Regions from separate parts of the Mus musculus genome. Here region 2 is linked to region 1. The links are chromatin contacts, called in public HiChIP or PLAC-seq maps. All regions are on one chromosome and are shown on one strand. Each heading gives the region's core, a stretch centred on a gene start, on an enhancer-like site or on the middle of the called end of the contact. The rest is flanking DNA. Distances are from core to core; before and after follow the strand shown. Region 1 overlaps Ccdc63 (coiled-coil domain containing 63). Region 2 overlaps Pptc7 (PTC7 protein phosphatase homolog).

Evidence for each region. HiChIP or PLAC-seq counts read pairs in DNA pulled down with a chosen protein or histone mark.
Region 2: an H3K27ac HiChIP or PLAC-seq map of embryonic stem cells shows a contact between it and region 1, with 4 times the contacts expected there. The contact joins two enhancer-like sites. A contact is called at or near these places in 1 of 39 promoter capture datasets (cranial neural crest), 2 of 15 datasets of contacts at CTCF or cohesin (large pre-B cells and pro-B cells), 25 of 484 Hi-C or Micro-C datasets (the 63-12 cell line, the AML12 cell line, B cells and 17 more), 7 of 115 datasets of contacts at active chromatin or transcription factors (embryonic stem cells, epiblast stem cells, microglia and 1 more) and 4 of 9 other capture datasets (adipose tissue, embryonic stem cells, liver and 1 more).

What each region holds. Positions count from the first base shown.
Region 1 is chr5:122,109,032-122,114,114 of GRCm38.p6, reverse strand. Ccdc63 (coiled-coil domain containing 63) reads left to right here. Exons shown (of 12, transcript NM_001384199.1): 9 at 907-981; 10 at 3,063-3,255; 11 at 4,740-4,943. It also overlaps a transcript of Myl2 not described here. Among named protein-coding and RNA genes, the nearest start is that of Myl2, 11 kb to the right of the region's middle. Within about 2 kb of position 2,079, at least 19 of the 459 cell types and tissues checked have an H3K27ac peak or open chromatin away from gene starts, as enhancers often do. A contact at or near this core is called in embryonic stem cells, where this site is marked.
Region 2 is chr5:122,317,236-122,322,482 of GRCm38.p6, reverse strand. It overlaps Pptc7 (PTC7 protein phosphatase homolog), which reads right to left. Exons shown (of 6, transcript NM_177242.4): 5 at 2,640-2,769; 6 at 1-1,667. The coding sequence ends at 1,609. Among named protein-coding and RNA genes, the nearest start is that of Rad9b, 34 kb to the left of the region's middle. Within about 2 kb of position 2,287, at least 60 of the 459 cell types and tissues checked have an H3K27ac peak or open chromatin away from gene starts, as enhancers often do. A contact at or near this core is called in embryonic stem cells, where this site is marked.

The DNA.
Region 1 (5,083 bases), core at 830-3,329:
TCTCCACCCCAAACTGCAGATGTCCAGGTCCTAACCAGCAGTTAGCCATCTGTGTGTGAGCCATCATCCCCCACTAGTGAATTCACTATCAGTGGCTGACCTGTCACCTCTTAGCAAGGTTGTCCCCTCACTGGAGTGGCCACCTGTGCTGAAATCTTCCATTATTTCCACCTGAAATGGCACCCGAGGGTGGGAGGGGCTATGTGAAGGAGCTTGGACAAGCTGTACTGGGAACTAGCCTCGCTCCAGTCCTGGAACTTGGAGTGAGCCTGGTCATCTGAAGGGGTGACTCAGATTCTTGGGAGAGTTTGAGGGACCCTAGACTGAGCTGCCAGGTCTAGTGCAGTAGCCACTAGTTGTCCAAATATATTCTTTACCCTGTAATACAAGAGAAACTTCAGCTGCCCTGTCTCTGGTGCCATGTTGCAAGTTCTCAGTACCTAGGCGTGGCCATGACATGGCGCGGTTAGTGCACACAGGATGTGAGAGATGATGCTGACTTCTCTTTCTAGGTGGTTCTGAGCCCGTGTGGATCATGACCCCGTTGGGGGTTGAATGTTTCTTTCACAGGGGTCGCCTGAGACCATTGGAACACACAGATGTTTACATTACAATTCAAAACAGTAGCAAAGTTACAGTTATGAAGTAGCGACAGAAATAATTTTATGTTTGGGGAGTCACCACAACATGAAGGAACTATATTAAAGGGTCGAGGCATTAGGAAGGTTGAGAGCTACTGCACTAGATAGTTCTAGATGATTCTCAGAGGATGAAGAATAGAATGCCTGAGGAGAAGGTGGGGACAGGGGCGACTCCTTGATGGGTTACCCCACATGGAGTAGGGTTGGATACAGTGGATGAGGGCAACTCCCATCTTCTCCTACTGGTTCTCGTCTGTCTGAGCAGGATGACATCATCAACTTGCGGTCACAGCAGCAGACCTCCCATGAGGGCACCCGGAGCATCCTGAAACAGATGGAGGTGAGCTGAGAAGGGGAGGGGGGAGGGGGAGGGGAAGAGACAGGGACAAGGAGCATCCTGCATGTGTCCGTCATCTGTCAGATGGCCTGTTCAGACACAACCACAGAACCCTTGTCTGTAAGCTCTGTTTATTGTACAGGTGCTCGGAGGTCCAACCTAAGCCTGGGACTGCACTTCCATTCTGATGCATCTCTGCCTCAGTTTCTCCTTTTGTCTCCCCCTTGGCTCAGTTCCACTGTTTTTCACTAACGACCACAAACCAACAGTCTGTCTTCTATTCTTTCTCCTCCCCTCTCCCTTTCTGTCTATGCTGGGAATCAAACCCAGGGCCTCCAGTATGTTAGTTCTGTACTGCACCACTGAACCAAGCCTACATCCTGCATGCAAATGCGTCCTGGGCTAGGCACTAGTCAGTAGATGCCAGGCTATGTCCACTCCTCTGGCCCCATCTCCCTTCACCACCTTCAGGAGAAGGTGTTATACTCTTTCCATTTTTTTTTTCAGGGAGCAAACAGAGGCTGGCAGAGGCAAACAGTACAATCAACTCTAGGGAGCCGAGTTGTGGGTTTTTTTTTTTTTTTTGGACATGGTCTCACTATGCAGCCTTGGTGTCTAGAATTCACTATGTAGCCCAGGCTGGCCTCAAACTCACAGCAATCCTCCTTCCTTTGGCTCCCCAGTATTGGGTTTGAAGGTTTCTTCCTGCCTCCCCCGCCCCCCAGACACCCTGGGAGCCCGAGCAAGCTAGAAGCTTATTTTTTGTTAAATAAGCTGAAAATTGGCACTTTCAGGATTGGGGGAGGGAGTGTCTTTGTGATGTCATCTACCACCCAGGCTCTTCTTGGTGTGTGGTTTCCATCCCAAGGATGCCTGGTGGTACCACGGCTCCCAGGAAGAAGGTTGGAGAGTGTGGAGAAGGCCACACTGGCTGAGGCAGGAAGCCCCAGTTGCTTCTCAGGACACTTGAATAATGACTCTTTATGGGGTTTGTGTGCTCGTCACACTGCCATCCCAGGGCAAACAGGTTCTCCGGTGACAGTATCTGGGCAATGAACAGCCAATGCTCAGCAAGATGTGAATCCCGCCCCTGACTGGCTGGGTGTGGTGCACACATCTTTGATTCGCATACTTAGGAGGCTGAGGCAGCAGGATCTGGAGTTAAAGGGTAGCCTGGGCTTTTCCTGTTCAGAATCATAGCTCCTTCCCCTGAGCGATTTTTATTTGTTCCTTGGGGCTCATTTTCGTCCTTCACCCTGACCAGGCTGGTGGTGCTATTCGTGGCTCTACCGCGGAGGGACAGCAAAGCCCAGGAAGAGCCTAGGAAACTCAGAGCCAAGGGGTGTCGGGAAGGGAAGCCGTTGTGATTCAGGCTGGTCTCCGCAGGTGGTCTCCAGCCTAGATCCACAGGCTCTACTTGGGGGCCACCTAGAACTCCCGACTCTTCCCTGGGTTTGGGATCAACAGTGTTCATCAGGGTCTCCTCTGCCTGGCTCTGTCTTTATTGTTTTATGCCTTCACTGGACTGTGGTGCTAGCTAGGATAGCATTGTGTCTGCGCGCATGCGCGTGCGCATGCCCACGTATCCCCCTCCGAAATACAAATACCCCAAGGAGGAGACTTCATCCAAGGAGCTATGGGTTCTCAGATACGTCCCACCCTGCTAAGGGCTGTCCCCAACTTCCTGCTTAGAACCCTCTCCACCCCTGGCTCTTCACCATCTCCTCTCTCTCCAGGAGTCCGGGTTCGGCACTCTGAGGAATCACTTAGTTTTGATACAGGGTCTCATGTACCCCAGGCTGGTCCCAAACTCACTACATAGACAAGGATGACCCTGGGCTCGCGTCCCTCCTTGCCCCCATCCCCAGAGTGCAAGATTTACAGGCATGCATACCACTCCTGGTTTGCGCAAGCACTCCACGCAAGGAACCCCCATCCTTAGCTGTCTGTTTTTTTCTTAAATTTGTTTGATGCTGTCAGGAAGCTCATTCCTTGGATGGCACACCGCCTGCCCCCGCCCCCCCGTCACTTGCACAAAAAGTCCCTCAGCCTCAGGCTGGGCCTGGTGTCTGTCTGTCCCCCAGGAGAAACTGAGAAAGACCACGCAGGAAGCGGACATTTATGAGACCAAATACAAGGAGATGAGCAAGACCCTGGAGTATCTCAAGAACTCGGTGGAGAAGATGTTTAAGAAGATCAACTGCGATGCCACTGAGATCCTGGGCAAGCTGGGCGAGTCCGGGAAGGTCACGGACATCAATCTGCAGCAGTATTTTGGTGAGCCTAGTACCTCTTAGGCACTCTTGCCTGCACGGTCTGTGACCAGGCACAAGAACGCTTTCTTGGTTGGTAGTGAGCACAGCCATGGTGCGGCCTGCCTTGGTTTGAATTCTGAGCCTTCACTTACTAGCTGTGTGACGTTGGCCACATTCCCGACCCTCTCTGTGCTCGGGTTCTTTGAGCTCTGAAATGAGGGTGCAACTCAGGAGCTACACCACCGGATTTATTGGGAGGATTAAACACGGGTTAGTTGGTGGTGAATCTCAGTGAACCCAGGAGAGGGGTTTGGTGAATTCCCTTCAGGAGAAAAACTAAAGCTAGAAAAGAGAGCTTCCTTACACACATTCACAAACACCGTAACACTTACATGTTCACACACACATGCTTACACGGATGTACACACATACACACACATGTACAGGCACCTGCCACAAACACTATACACTAAACACTATACATACACTATATATATATATATATATATATATATATAGTATATATATGTATATACTAAACACTATACATACACACACATGTGCACAAAGACACATTCAAACACCAGTAAACACTATATGCACATGCTCACATATGCCTGCACATATATGCACACGCATGCAAACACATATGCACACATGTATGCACAAAGTGTGTTCATGCAGACGTATACACATATACGTACAGAGGCTCACATGCATGTGCGCGCACACACCACGCTTTTCATATCTGAGCCCCATGGGCTTTTTTCTCCAAGATTAGGAAGAAGGCAAAAATGACTCCTGTTAAGCTTATTCAGTTCTGTACCTGTAGGATGCTTTGCCAAAGCAATACAGCAAGAAAAAGGAACTAAAAACCCTGATTGAAAGGAAGGAAATGAAATGTTCAGAGTGGGGCTCCGGATATGTCACAGACGCTTGTGAAACTGCCTTCTGCATTTCCGGGTTTAGCTCCCAGTTCAGGGTACAGAGGGGACATGGCCACCCAGACTGTGGTAGCTTGGCATGAATGGTACCGGCTGTTCTTATGAGTGTGAATGTGTATGTGTGTGTGTATGTGCACGGGCGCGCAGAGAGCCGAGTTTGAATCTTAGCACCCACCCCAGGCATCCCAGGCAGAAGGAATGGCATAAATGCAGGCTGGAAAATCAGGCTACTGCTGGCTTTGATGTCTAGTGGAACACTGGTTTTTGGCCTTCTCATTGTCAATATCTAGGGAATTCTTTTTGGACCATGTTTTCCTAGAAACTGTCACTCACAGCGCTTTCAGTGCCTCAGATCTACCGTGTGCTCCTGTGAGCAGCTCTGCCAATGTGCATCAGAGAGATTTCGGTGCCTCATGATGTCAGAATTTCCCACACCCACGGCCCGTGGCCAGGAGGAAGCCAGCATCCTGCACAAACTCCCATCCCTCCCTCTGTGATAATGAGGGCTGCCTGGGCTGGCGGTCTTAACCCTTGACCCCCTGACCCCGTTTTTTCCTTCCAGCTATCATAGAAAAGAAGACAAATGACCTGCTGCTTCTAGAGTCCTTCCGGCGCCTGCAGGAGGCAGAGGGGCCCGATGTCGATGTCCCACAACCCTTTGTCAACCCCTTCTGGGGCGGCTCTGCCCTCCTCAAGCCCCCAGAGCCCATAAGGGTTGTGCTGCCTGTGTTTGGGGCAGACTCCTTCAGTGACAAACTTGAAGAGGGTGAGTTCTTGCCCTCTGCCACCCAGGCAGGCCACTGGGTAGGGTCCCTTAAGGACCCCAAGTCTCTATGGGGTCTGTGGGCCTCAGTTTCCCTCATGGCCACGAATCATCACCACAGTATAGCCACTTGTTTGAACAAA
Region 2 (5,247 bases), core at 1,038-3,537, 210 kb before region 1:
CATTCTGACATGTAATTAAAGGTGATTCAAAATAGGAATCTAACATTATGCCAATTTAGGAATAGTAGATAAATTACTGAAGAGCTTACAAATGAGTAACTCATTCTCATGAATGAATGCCTGTTACAAGCATGATGCACTGAGAGCACTGACATGTACATGGTACATGGTAAACAGTTTAAATAAAACAGAGACAGCTACTCAAATATACAAACGCACAGACAGACAAAACCTTTTAAAAACAAGTTGAGGTAACCTCAAACACAAGTTCAATGCAGTAACCAGGGAGCCAGTGTCTCCTGCAGAGGAAGGGCTGCACGGCTGCTCACACCATCTTCACACCAGCGTCATCTGACTTGCACAGAAACACGGCTTTAACTTAAGGGTTTCTAAGTATATACGGCTTTTCTACCACCAAGTTAATGAAGGAAAAGAACGGACCCAAAAATATATATATATCTTTACAGCAGTCAATTGTACATAAACCTTAAAAATAAGTTTGCGCTCGCAGGTAATGGGGAAATCTGAGAAGGAACGTTACCTACTGCAAATGGCTATTGGAACTGTAAACATTAAGCTGGACTCAGGGCCCCACACTCAGCTGCGGTCACTGTGAATGTCAGGTCACCACTAGCTTTCCTGTGGGCTCTGGGAGCTGCAGCCACCACACCATCACCTTGAGGACACAGCGCAGGTGGGGCATGCTCTAAGGGTGGGAGGCTCCTGAGGGAAGGAGCAGGCTGTCCACAGCCAACCCCATCCCAAGCTGCAGCTGCACACTCTAGCCCTGGAAGGCCCGTGGCATCTTACAGGCAGCACGGACGACTTCAGCTACAGCATTTGATTCCCAGGCTTTGAGGAGTTCTGAAATTTTGCGTGGTATTTCCATTACTAGATTTTGGTAAGGAGTCTCCTTCCCCTGTCCCTCTCCTGTGGGCCAGGCCTCTAGCCTGTGACCTGGACAAATCAACAGACTGCCACAGCTGCAGTCACAGGGGCACAATTAAGCATCTTTTAAAAAGCACAAAATATCTGCATCCATAGAACAAAAATTTTCTTCCAATTTGTGACCAAAACCGTCCGCTGCTGGGGTTGGGATGTCATGACCCAGCACAGGATAGAGCAGGACTGTGGGCTCCTGGCAAACAGAAAACACAAAGCCCCAGCAGTCCTCGCAGAGCCTGCGCCTGGGGGACACAGGGCTTCTCCTGGGATGATCCGCGTGTTTTTTGGCCGAGGTGCCGCTATTTACTACTTGTTGAATGTTAACATCCCTTTAACACACTGACATTTTGAGTTCACTTTACCAACATTACTTCTTTTCAAAACTTCAACTGCTTTTGAAAAGTAAAAGACTTTGAAAACCTCCAGGAGAAGGGAGAGGTCACCTCGCTTTTTCTCTCAGTGGGTCACCAGTGGGTACGGGCTAGCGGGTGACAGCAGTGGTTCTCAACAAGGATCTTGATGGGTCTCAAACATGGGCCAGAGCATCCATCATTGGCCACTGAGATCAGTGGCAAAGAAATGTGGTCCTGCCAGCAGGATCAGCACATGTGGCAGGGAGAAGTCGGGAGACAGGGGAAAGGCAGGAGTCACCAGTGTGGCCCATCAGTCCGTGTACTCAGCCACTATTGAGAGGAGGACGGTGATGTCATCTGGCTTTCCACCTAAAACACAGATGACACTTATCAGTGTGCTTGAAGGAAAAGTCAATCAGAGATGTGGCTCACGTAAGCACTGAAGACAAGAGCTCTGTGGGTTTGCTCTGCTGATGCTCCAGACTGGAGAGTCAAAGCTGCAAGCTCCAGTGTGGGGAGGATCAGGAATTCAACGTCACGCTCAGCTACAGAGAGTTTAAACTGAGCCAGTGTTACCCGATGCCATCTCCCAAAGCTAAAGTAAACAAGGCCCAGTTATACAGCACCAAGGCCAGGCCACGGCGGTGCAACCTACAAGCTCTGTACTTGATGGGCCGAGGCAGGAGGGTCAGCACATACTTGAGTTGTCTACAACCTTGTGATTTAACTGAAGCTTAAACCCACCCTGCCGCTTTCCTACTCGGTGGCTGTGGTCGGCCCACAGCATCACATGAGTAAGTGCAGGACGGCTACAGCCCAGCACTCACATACCGCACTGGCCTAATTTGGACAAACATGTCCAGTGTTTGGAAACTCAGAATAGCCTGTATTCTAATCTGCCAAGAAGCTATGGCATGTGCTTTCCTCTGTTTTAACATTTCCTCAGCCCAGATGTGCTCAGCATGTCATAATATTACCCTAGCAAACGCTGGGCAGCCCTAGACAGTTCTGATGCCAATGTCATCCAGCCAGGACGGGCCTGATCCCCCAGTCACACCAGGAAGTAGACCAATGGCAGGGTCGTACAACTTCCCTCTGCAGACTGCTGCAGCAGTTTGGACTCAGCCACTCAGGAGGCAGAACTTAGCTGCTGGGGATGTGGCCCTGGGTAAGCAGGGCACTGTGGAGTAAAGGGCTTCAGGTTCCATGCTCTCTCAGGCAGTCAAGGTCGGTTCTGAAGGGCGGCTCAGGAAAAATGAGCCGCCACCCTCCGACCTTGCTAAGAGGACACACACCTACACATTTTCACCCAGAACTCAGAACCTTCCAGAGAATGCTTACCTCTCACATTTAATCCATTGTCACATGCAAACTGTGCAAAAGGTGACATATAATTTGGGTCATAGGCCAGCTCATGCGCTTGCTCAGCAATGCTTCTTGCAGTCCGCTGTATACTCTCATAATTTGAATTCTAAAATGAAGGATGGAGTTATTTTTACCACGGTGCCTCATGTGAGCTCTGCATAAGAACACTTGATGCAGGCAGCACTGTAGGCAGCTGCCACGCACACTCCAGTAAAAGTCTGCTTGACAGGCTGAGAAGCCTGGAAGCACTTGAGGAAAAGAGTTTCACGGAAACTCACCTCCTGGAGCTTTGGCGTTCTCATTAACCCATATACATACCCTATTCCCACGTTAGTCTGGTGTATGGATCCCTGCGCTCTCTTTTAGCATTATATTATTTTAAGTGCCTTTTAAGATTGAATTCTGACGTAACCAGAGCCTTCGCCAGTGTTCCAAGGTCCCAGAAGCAACTGAGCTTGGAATCCGGCAGGAATGCAGTAAGGAAGTTACCTATTCAGTAACTAAGCATTACAAAAAACGGAGCCAGCAGCTCAGAGCTGGTCTGCAAAGTATTTACTAAGGACAATAACAAATCTCACCCAAACAAGGGAATACCATAATAGAGCTAGGGAATCCCACTGAGACTTAGATCTTCCCTACAGCCAGGTATAGCAAGCTTCATATTAGAAGCAAGTTGGTAAATTCTTCTAAAGACCCAGGAAATAGGGGGATTGTGGTATTGCAGTATTCATGAGAAGGCCTGCTAGTGCAGAACCCCTGGTGGTGGGCTTAACAATAGACTAGCTTTACACCTGGCTCCCTTCATAGTGGCAGCAGCCTGGTCCCCGCCTTCTTTTGATGTATACATTCCTTTTGTATTTCATCACTGTAACTTGGTGGATCGTATTTTGCCTGGTTTCTTGTTATTCTTCGGTATAAAAAGTTTGATGCTCAACATGACAAAATACATTCAGATTCTACACAATCTCACGTGTTGGTCTGTCTGTCACCCGCCAACTCCTTGCCCATCTGCACCCAGAGACCCGCTCCACGCAGACAAAGGGACCCAGATGGTCTGCGGCAGGCAGCACACTCACCTGAACACTCCCCCAGCACTTAGGTTTATCCAGTGAGAAAAGACATGGAGACAGCACTACGGGGACCAAGCCCGTCAGATCAAGGCCCTGCCTGAACCTTTGGTTGAAATGGCTCCACATTTTTAATTAAGATTTTCATTTTTGGTCTTCCATTTGAAATTTTTGAGGTATTCTTGCTAAAATGGGATGGTCTGAAAAGGTGGGTTTGGGCCACATTTTCATGGTGCCTCAGAAGTCCCCATGTTTGGGAAAACACCTAGCTAGCCATATTAGCTTTTTTCAAGTAAGAGGTGCTCTGGTGCTGGCTATGCTGAGACTGGCCTGCAGGCTTTGTATGCCATAGCAGACTCTTGCTTTGCTGTGCGTTCTCTGACCATGCCCTGTCCTAGCTACTTCCACTTCCTCATCTATAAAATGGGCGCTGGAGGACAAGCCTCTGCTCAGCCCTGCCATCAAAGGTTCTACATCTTTCAACCAGCAGAGGGCTAGGACAGCTGGAGGCATGGCTCCAGAGATCAACAGTACTGGTGTCCTTGCAGAGGACCCAGGTTTGGTTCCTAGCATCCACAAGACTGTTCACGTCAGTTCCAGGGGATCCAACACTCTCTTCTTGCCTCCATAGGCAACACTCATACACATAATATTTTTAAAAAGCAAAGTTCATAAAGAAAATGAAAAGCCAACAGGTCTGTGCGTCTAGGCCGCCTCCTCACAGGGGCCTTCCCTAGCCAATCTAAGATAGGAGTCCCCTTTATTTCTAACCCTGCTCACTTGCCAGCAGCCTATATTGTGTATCTATCTCCTCCCCAGCCGTTCTCCTCTGCACTGGAAGCCCCGGAGGGTGGGCCGAGTGCTTCCTGCTGACGGCTGTCAGCACACAGTGCCCCAGTACAAGCGACCACCACAGGGCAGGCACGGTGCTAGGACTTCCTCCCCATGGTGTTGGTTACTCTTCCCTGCCACCCTGAAGGGGAAGACTTTTTCTTCTTCCCAGTTCACAGGCAAGGAGGCACTGCTTGGACAGTAGAAGAAACACCCCAAGCCAGAATGGCAAGGTGCCAGAGAAGAAGGCCAGGTCTGCCAGCCAGAACTTTCTCTGGGCTAAGAGAATCTGGAAAGCCCAGCTTCTGGTCCTGCCACCTTTTGTGGTAGAGGCCAAACTCTCCCTCAGTGATAGCTCTAGTCAACACCCACACTCCTTGCTGCCTGGTCTCACTTCTGACCTCCCAGCCTCAGCAACCGCAGGGTGTGTGGTGACAGGAAAAGGAGAGAGGCATAAGCAGGTGCATAAGATACGAGGAAACAAAGCAACTTCCGACTCCCCTGGACCACCCTATGAGGAAGGCTGAGCCAAGGGCTCCCCCAGTTCTCCTCTAATGTTCCCAATTGTAATCGCCTGGGATAGTATACCCATCATTTTGTGAAGTTCAAAAAACAGTCTTTTCCAAACCAACATAGGGACAGGGCACTGGGCAGAGCGGCAGCTCCCAGGGCCTCCAGGCTCCTTA